Regions from separate parts of the Mus musculus genome. Here region 1 is linked to region 2. A link is a contact called in public Hi-C data. All regions are on one chromosome and are shown on one strand. The core of a region is the stretch at or near the end of the contact, and the rest is flanking DNA. Distances in the headings are between cores, read along the strand shown.

Region 1 (4,416 bases), core at 1,118-3,617, 88 kb before region 2:
CTCAGGTCCAGTAGAAAGGTGAGCACGTGTGTGGCACCAACAGCAAAGCGGCAGGTTCCAGCAGTGGGCGTGGCAGAACGATGAGCAGGAAGCTCCACCCCTGAGCAAGCAGGTTTCAGGCTGGAGGAGGGGAGACTACAGGGATAGGGGCTGGGGTGGAGGTATGCAACTGGAGCACATGCCTAGCACAGGTTCAGTCCTACTACAGAAATGCCTAGCTCAAGGTTCAAGCCTACTACAAAACAAATAAAGACATATACTTTAGAAAATAAAAATGTGTGGAAAATAAACATGATGTGTGGAAAAAGTGCAGTCCTCAGACACATTATTCTCCCGGCAGAATTGTGCATCTTGTCTTCTCCTTTATATTCTTCTCGTCAGGGGATATCAGGGCTTCCTTTTCTATCTTTCTAATTAAAAAGCTTATATTTTCTTAAGGAATTATATAAGCTCTTTATTATTGTTAATTATGGCCAAGTTGTTTTGAACATTTCCTTTATGTTGATACCTTCCCCAAACTATAGTAATCAGCATTGCAAGACTATAATCTTTTGTTTTCCTGGATTTCTTCAGTGCTTCTGCCGACCCCTGGTAATGACTGGCTATAAGGGACATGTGGGGTTACTTCTCATCCGGACACCATTCTTTGGTTATTCCTGGCAGTGGCCATTTTGGGGCCAGAAAAGGAAACCTTTTGGTTTGTAACTCTTCTCCCTTCTTCCAACAACTATTTGTAGTCTGCAAGAGGACGGTGTTTGCTCTCATTTCCAGATCTGGAACCCTTCCTTCCCTAGGTTTTATATGAACCTGCCATTGTAGAAGTTGCTCGTTTCCTTGTATTTTTTCTTCTGCCAACCTTTCAGCTGTTCAATGATATTTAATTTCCACATTATGTAGATCCTTACTATTGTTTGACTTTTAATTTTGGTTATGGAATAATTTTATCTGCAGGAGATAAGGATGTTTATGTAATTGAGTTTAGTACCTTTACAACATCTGTTGCTTTGCATCTCTTTAGTTAAAACCAGGCAGAGAAACTGTATCCATAACACTATAGGTGCTCACAGATTTTTTTCCCCCAGAGGGATATGTAGTTAGTACTAACTTGTGTCTTACGGTATGCATCTTCCCAAAGTCTTTAAGAGAGTGGCTGACTTTAGGAATATTGCTTGTTAGAAGTCATCAAGGTCTCCACAGTACAATTAGGGATGGAATATAGCTTCCATCAAGTCCCTAAGTGACTATTACTATGAAGTCTTGGTTTTAAGGGCACTCTCTTTTTCATCAGCACTTCTTCAGGATTTTTAACAGAGAATAAAGCTTCTTGTAATCAGTATTTTTTACTTATTTTTTATTAATTATTTTATTGGTTTATATTACAAATGATATCCTCCTTCCCAGTTTCATCCCCACAAACACCCATCCCATCCTCCCTCCTCTTTGCCTCTATGATGGTGCTCCTCCACCCACTCACCCACTCCCACCTCACCCCTCTAGCATTCCCCTGCACTGGGGCATCAAGCCTCCACAGGACCAAGGGCCTCCCCTCCCATTGATGCCAGATAAGACTATCCTCTGCTTCATATGTATCCCTCCGTGGATCCCTCCATGTATACTCTTTGGTTAGTGGTTTAGTCCCTGGAACTCTGGGTGACCCAGTTAGTTGATATTGTTCTTCCTATGGACTTGCAATCCCCTTCATCTCCTTCAGTCCTTCCCCTAGCTCTTCCATTGGGGTCCCCTGGCTCAATCCAGTGGTTGGCTGTGATTATCCCACAGTATCTTTTAATATAAAGCAAAAGAGCATGATACTTAGAATCCTTCACAGTCTTAAAGAAAAAAATGCAATTAGCAAGTCATACAATACTGACAAATAATGATTTAGCACTCTCTTAAAGACAGGAGAAAGGGTGCTGACTATGAAGATTTCTTGAGTAGAACGCAGGATCTTGCTCTGTGGAGGGCATCAGAGGGAGAACTGAAGGCATCCTGGGTCTGGCCACAGTTGGTGGTGAGTCTCAAAGAAATGGAGATAGGCAAGAGGTTTGCAGAAGTGATCAGGTTAGGTGTACCCCTAATGGAGGTGGGGAGGTGGAAGAAGGCATGGGCAGCCTACCTGGCAGGAGGGATGTGCTGAGGGGTGCAGGAGTGATCAGATTATGTGTACCCTGGAAAGGTACCCTGGAGATGGAGGAAGGCAGCCTACCTGGGTTCCAGCCAAATGTGGTGTCCCTGTAAGGTTGCTGGGGAGTCACAAAGGGATGCAGATGACCTGAGAGAAATTGCTGAGGACAGCAACAGGGAAGAACTCAGGGAACCCTGTGTCAGTGCTACTTGGTGGCCTAGCCCCAAGGGGGTGGAGTTGGTTAAGAAGAGGAACTTCGGCAGACAATGGTGGCAGTCCTCTCCTTTCTTACATCTAAGAGAACACTCGATCTGGAGCTCTTATGCGCTGCTGAGGAAACCTCACTTGCACTGTCCGACAGACAGGGTCCACTACTTTGGAGTGAATAGTTTGAGTGTGACTTTCATGATATTGCAAAACATAGAGATCTAGAAATGTGACAGTATGTGGGAGATGCCTGTCAAAACGAAAAGTATTGGGGAAATAGAGCTCCCAGTGCTTTGAATTATTCATTATTTACTATTTTGAAGTGTCATACAATTTTAAATGGAGATTGAGTGTAGCTGAGTGGTTAGACCACTTGCCTAGTATACACAGGGCCCCATATTTGATTCTTAGCAACTCCCCCCACCCCTGCCCAAGGATTGTCTTTTGTTTACCCTTTTAAGGAAATATTTGTGAATAATAATTAGAGGCATAGGAAAATAGCTGCTTCTGTTTCCCTCTTTTTAAAAAGGTTTTGAAGAAATGAAGCATCTATGAGAAAGGGAGGAGATGGGATTTCTCGTTACTCACTCACTGCCTGCTTCTCTGCTAGCCGTTTGTGATTTCCTCCATTGCTGCTCTTTCTTTGTTAACTTCCTGAGACCTTTTCAGTAGTGTACAAACCACTGACAAAGTTTTTTTTGTTTTGTTTTTGCTTTTATTTCTAGTGCACTGAGGCCAAAAAACATTGCTGGTATTTTGAAGGACTCTATCCCACATACTATATGTAAGTATAGTGCCTTCCTGCTGATTTGACTGTGGTCAGTTTTTTTTCTCCAGGAGCGGTTTCTTTTATAGGATTGAGTTATTGGATAGAAAGTGCAGTAGAGTGGAGGTTTCGGCAGTTAAGTTTGTGAAGTCCAGAGGTAGTTTTTCAGGGATATTTTACAGAGACAGGTTGCAGAGGGAACAGCCGAGACACAGGTGAAGACAGAATGAACCAGAGAATGAGAAGGAGCCAGATTAGAACAGATTGCCAGAGTTACTCTGAGACCAAGAAGAGCAGCTCAGTGAGAAGCTGAGAGAAGCCAGATTGAATCAGTTAGCTTGGAGAGGCGTTTGTGCCAGAACAGCTGAGCTGAACAAGCCAGCCAGATTTCAGAAAGAGCTAGAGAGGGCAAACTTATTCAGCAGTAAGCCTCTGAGATAACAATTACATAAGGCAAAGAAGTTACTTTAACAGAAATAGTGATAGAGTTCCAACTTAAAGAAAAAAGCCCAAGTCTAAACAAATTCATAGCAGAATTCTATCAGACTTTCCTAAATCTCCAGCCAATACTTCTTAAATCATTCAAACAAATAGAAGTGAAAGGGATAATTCATGCTTCTTTTACAATCCAATATTACTCTAATGTTACAACCAAGTAAAACACAAATATTTCACGGAGACAGACAAATCATCCTAAAATTCACATGGAAGTACAAAAGTCCCTGGGCAGCCAGAGAAAACCTGAACAAACAAAATAAAACAACAACAGCAACATCAACAAAACACAAAGAAACAGAAAAATACAAAGTGCTAAAAAGATTATTACTTGTGATCCAGCTATATCACTGCTTAGCATATTCCCAAAGGACTTAACATCTTATTCCAGAGATGCTCGCTCAGCTATGTTCATGCTGCTCTGTCCACAATAGCTAGGAAATGGAAACAACCTATATGTCCTTCAGCGATGAATGGCTAACAAAAATATGGCACATACACACAATGTAATATTATTCTACTTCAAAGAAATATGAAATCATGAAATTGATAGACCTATATACCGAGTGTAATAATTCAGCCCCAGAAAGACAAATGTTCTCTATTATTTGTAATTCCTAGGTCACAAATTTCTGATGAGAGTATATAATTCTAGTAGCTGTAGAAACTAGGAAAGTAACAAGAGCTATTTGTGGGAGCTTTAGGGAAGTAAATAGTAGGACATAGATACCATTGAGTGAGGGATTGGAAGACTGGGGAAGGTCTTTCACTGGGGGGTTGAGGGAAGATAATAATCAGACAGACAGACAGTGACTGAGACACA
Region 2 (4,092 bases), core at 1,509-4,008:
GAAAAAAGCAGAGAGTATACTTCAATGTACAGGCATAGGTGAGCACTTTTCAAACAGGACTCCAGTAGCCTAGGCAATACCAGCAACAGTCAACAAATGGATGGATCTCAAAATAGGAGAAAGTCTTTTCCAACTACAGGTTCAACAAAAAAGGAGCATCTAGTGTTTAAAGTTCTCAAAAGGGAACTACAAATAGTATACATTTTCAAAAGTGTTCAACATCCTCAGCGATGAGTGCCATGCAGATGAAAATTGCCTTAAAATTCCATTGTGCCTCAGTCATCATCAAGAATACAAATAAGAAATGCTAGCACGGAAAGGACCCTAATATAGCTGACTCGTGTGAGGCTTTGCCAGTGCCTGGCAAACACAGAAGTGGATGCTCACAGTCATCTATAGGATGGAACACAGGGCCCCCAATGTAGGAGCTAGAGAAAGTACCCAAGAGCTGAAGGGGTCTGCAACCCTGTAGGTGGAACAACAATATGAACTAATCAGTACCCCCAGAGCTCCTGTCTCTAGCTGTATATGTAGCAGAAGATGGCCTAGTCGGCCATCATTGGGAAGAGAGGCCCCTTCTTCTAGCAAACTTTATATGCCCCAGTACAGGGGAATGCCAGGGCCAAGAAGTGGGAGTGAGTGGGTAGGGGAGCAGGGTGGAGGGAGGGTATAGGGGACTTTTGGGATAGCATTTGAAATGTAAATGAAGAAAATATCTAATAAAAATATTAAAAAAAAAAAAGAAATGCTAGGACAGGTGTGGGGAAAGTGGAATTCTTTTAGACTATTGGTGAGAGTGTAATCTGGTGCGGCCGATTTGGAAATCAATCTAAAGGGTTCTCAAAAGTTAGAAACAAAAACACCTTATGCGCTGAGCATGATGGAGTATAACTTTAATCCCAGCACTTGGGAGCCAACGGCAAGTAGGTATCTGTAAGTTCTAGGCCAGCTAGGAGATAGACACATAGTGAGGCTCTTGTTTCAAACATAAATAATACTTTAAGACCCAGCTATAGCACTCTTGGGCACATACCCAAAGGATCCTTATCACTGCAACTGGCACCTGAGGGTTTGGCCATAAACAAGCCATTTGAACTACACCCTCTAAGATTTAGGAACATTGAGGAAGAATGGTCAGGAAAAAGAAAAAAAATCAAGAGCCAAAAGATAGGGGAAATGAATGGAAAAATCCTAGACGATACAGCCAATGTGACCATGAGCTCAGAATTGCTATAAATATAATTATTTTTGCAGGATGTGCACAGGACAGGCCCTCCCAACAGTCAGTCACAGATGGGGAGGGGCTCACGGGACTCTAATCCTTAATGCCAAACTCTCAGCAACAGACTGACTCTGGAAGAGGGGTAGCCATTGTCTTCAGTTGTGTATGTACCCCACTGAACCCACCAGGTTCCAAGGGACAGTTCACAGAGACAGTCCTGGTCAAGCCCAAGGGGGATAAAACAAACAAAGACATAAATGGATGGGGGGGGGGGGAAGCAATTCATAGGAGAGGTAACTGTACAGACGAGGGAAGGAGATGAAAGACAGTGGGGTGGAAGCAACCAGAACGCATTAAATACATGTATGAAAAATGAAATTGTTAAAGAAGAAAACAAATCGGAAAAAAATTAAGAGGGCGTGACTTTAGCGTTTCTCCAAGCAAGGGTGTGCCCACAGGCAGGTGTGACAAAACTCTACCTAACTAACATCAAATTCACATTTTACTGCCAGGAACCATCACAGTGCTCCATCAGACTGTTTCAGTGTCTCATCATGGGGAAAGCACAGCTCCGCAGCCTTTCCCCGGCTGCTTGGGCAGGACCTACACCGGGCGGGACGTACGCCGATGACGTCAGCGCACCCAGGGCGTGACCGCCGGACGCTACCATTGGCGGAGGTGGCCTCACCCTCCCAACCGCTGGTCCCGGCCCTGGCAACCAACTCACCTTCCCGTTAGGGTGGAAAGGGAGGCCCGGGTCTTCCGTGGTGGGGAGAGGGCAGACACGGCCGGTTTCCTCCGCACTTCCAGCGGCGAGCCCTGCGGCGGAGGCGGCGGCTTCATAGTCTGGGAAGGGATTGGGGAACGACCGCTCCTCCATCTCCGCCTCTCCTAGGTGGAACTTGAGTCTCTTTGACATGGTCTCGCCCATGTCCGCGCGCTTTCCCTGCCTGAGAGCTCAGGGCACGGCGCGCAGGCAGGGACAAACCTCCTGGAAGGCGTTTGGGCCGGGGCTCCGCGGCGAAGCCTTCCTGGAGAACAGTGGCTTGCACATCTGGATGCAGCTAGCGCGAAAAAGCCGAACCTCCAGCCTTCGCCAGTCACGCCCTCCCAGCAGCAGCTCTCAGCCTGACGGCCCAGCCCGCCGAGCCGCACAGTCTCCCAGTTACCCTCGCCTCTCCCGTGGCCGTGTCCTTCCGAGAGATTCTAGAGAAAACGCACGCCTAGAAAGCTCACGTTCCAGTAGGGAAAGCCTGTAAAGATGGGTTCATTCAAAGTGTGAGCGATTTGCAGACCAGGGAAAAGCGCACCTTCAGATGCTCCATCACCAAACGGACTGCATTTCACCAGCCCAGCCTTGCCGCCCGTCAGTGTCCTCGGCCCCTGGTCGTGCGCCAATCACAGGAACAGTAGCTACTTTGATTAAAAATACCTCTTCTAAAGAAAAGAAATTCAAAACGGCCTAAAACAGTGAAAAGATAGCCTCCCGAAGGGGGTGGGGGGGGATACAGTCCCTCCCATTCATCACCACTGGGAGGGGGGTTGCTTGGAGGAGGAGCCACAGGCCTTTGTTTTGTTTTCTTAATGTTTTGTTTTCATTCTTATTGTTTTGAGTAAGTACACATATTTAATAATGATAAATAATATAGAAGAATAATTATTAAATCAGCTAAATATTTTATAGACCAGAGAACCCCATGGTCACGAGATTAACATAATTGGCCAGCAGAATAACATGGATGGCAAAGAGGATACAAGCAAATAGATCTTTGCATTTCTATTATCACAATATATAAAGTCACAGCCTTCATTGGTTCTATGGGGTTTTTTTGCACTGTTTACTAGAACCAAATCTGTGTAATGATTTAAAAGGAAATATTGTATTGCAGTCCTTTCATTTAGTAAATATTGGTACTTGGTGACAAAATGTTTCTGCCCTCTGGACATATCTGGTTAGTAGGCAAGAAAATCAGGAATCAGAGAAGAGCCTGGTGTATGTGATTTCCGGAGCCCAAGCAAGGTACATTGTTATTCTAATGCCAAAGGTGACATAATGGAACAATATCAAACAGCCAGGATTTCAGGCATTCCTGCCTTTGGCCTCAGAGTGGAGTAAAGTGGAAAAGGGTTAGGTTTTTATCCTGTCCCTCGCTTATCATATGCGCAACCACAAACCTCCAGTGCATGATCTTGAAAGTGTAGATCAGAGTTACAAGAGTCAGACTCTATCTCCTGGAAGCCCTAACTAGCTAAGCTCTGCCACCAGCCTTAATATCCAATTAAGAGACAACGGTGAAAAGCAGAGAAAGATTTGTTGAACGCACCTACATTGGGAAGAGGGACAAAGAACCAGAGAAAAACACAAGCAGGCAGTCTCAAGGACACTCTCTCTCTCTCTCTCTCTCTCTCTCTCGCTCACTCTCTCTCTCTCTCTCACACACACACACACACACACACACACACACACACACACACACGGCCTACCGAGCTTGTTGGTAGATCCTGACCTTTTCGCTGAGGATTAAACGGTAGACCAGAGATTTATATGCCTGGCTAAGCAGCCCAGGTCCAGATATTGTCTGGCTCAGCATTGGCCCATCACTGTCTATGCTTCTATACCTTCTACAAGGTGGTCTGACAAGTCCTCCCACTGTGAAAACTTTAGGAGACAGTTCTTCCTCTGGCTAGCCTAAGTTTCAGCCTCTATTATGTTACTCACAGAGAAAGTCCTCAGATTGCACGTAGATTTATGCTATTACTATAGCTGGGGTATGGGAGCCCAGCCCAGGAATGAACAGGTTCCAAAGAAGATGTAAGGCTTGGGCAAGGGGAAGGTTGAGTCAGACAGCAAGTTGGGGGTCGTTTGCAAC

The links. A called contact is a pair of places that touch in the nucleus more often than the background predicts.
Region 1: a contact with region 2 is called in a Hi-C map of granulocyte-monocyte progenitors, with 2.3 times the contacts expected there. The contact joins the enhancer-like site here to the promoter of Lancl2 in region 2. A contact is called at or near these places in 2 of 39 promoter capture datasets (fetal liver and macrophages), 1 of 15 datasets of contacts at CTCF or cohesin (the NIH/3T3 cell line), 2 of 484 Hi-C or Micro-C datasets (epidermal suprabasal cells and granulocyte-monocyte progenitors), 2 of 115 datasets of contacts at active chromatin or transcription factors (bone marrow-derived macrophages and memory CD8 T cells) and 3 of 9 other capture datasets (adipose tissue, liver and pancreatic islet).

The regions. Positions count from the first base shown.
Region 1 is chr6:57,788,677-57,793,092 of GRCm38.p6, reverse strand. It overlaps Vopp1 (vesicular, overexpressed in cancer, prosurvival protein 1), which reads left to right. Exons shown (of 5, transcript NM_146168.1): 2 at 3,058-3,116. Among named protein-coding and RNA genes, the nearest start is that of Vopp1, 34 kb to the left of the region's middle. Within about 2 kb of position 2,367, at least 8 of the 459 cell types and tissues checked have an H3K27ac peak or open chromatin away from gene starts, as enhancers often do. A contact at or near this core is called in bone marrow-derived macrophages and granulocyte-monocyte progenitors, where this site is marked.
Region 2 is chr6:57,701,121-57,705,212 of GRCm38.p6, reverse strand. It overlaps Lancl2 (LanC (bacterial lantibiotic synthetase component C)-like 2), which reads right to left and starts at 2,758. Exons shown (of 9, transcript NM_133737.2): 1 at 1,950-2,758. The coding sequence starts at 2,153.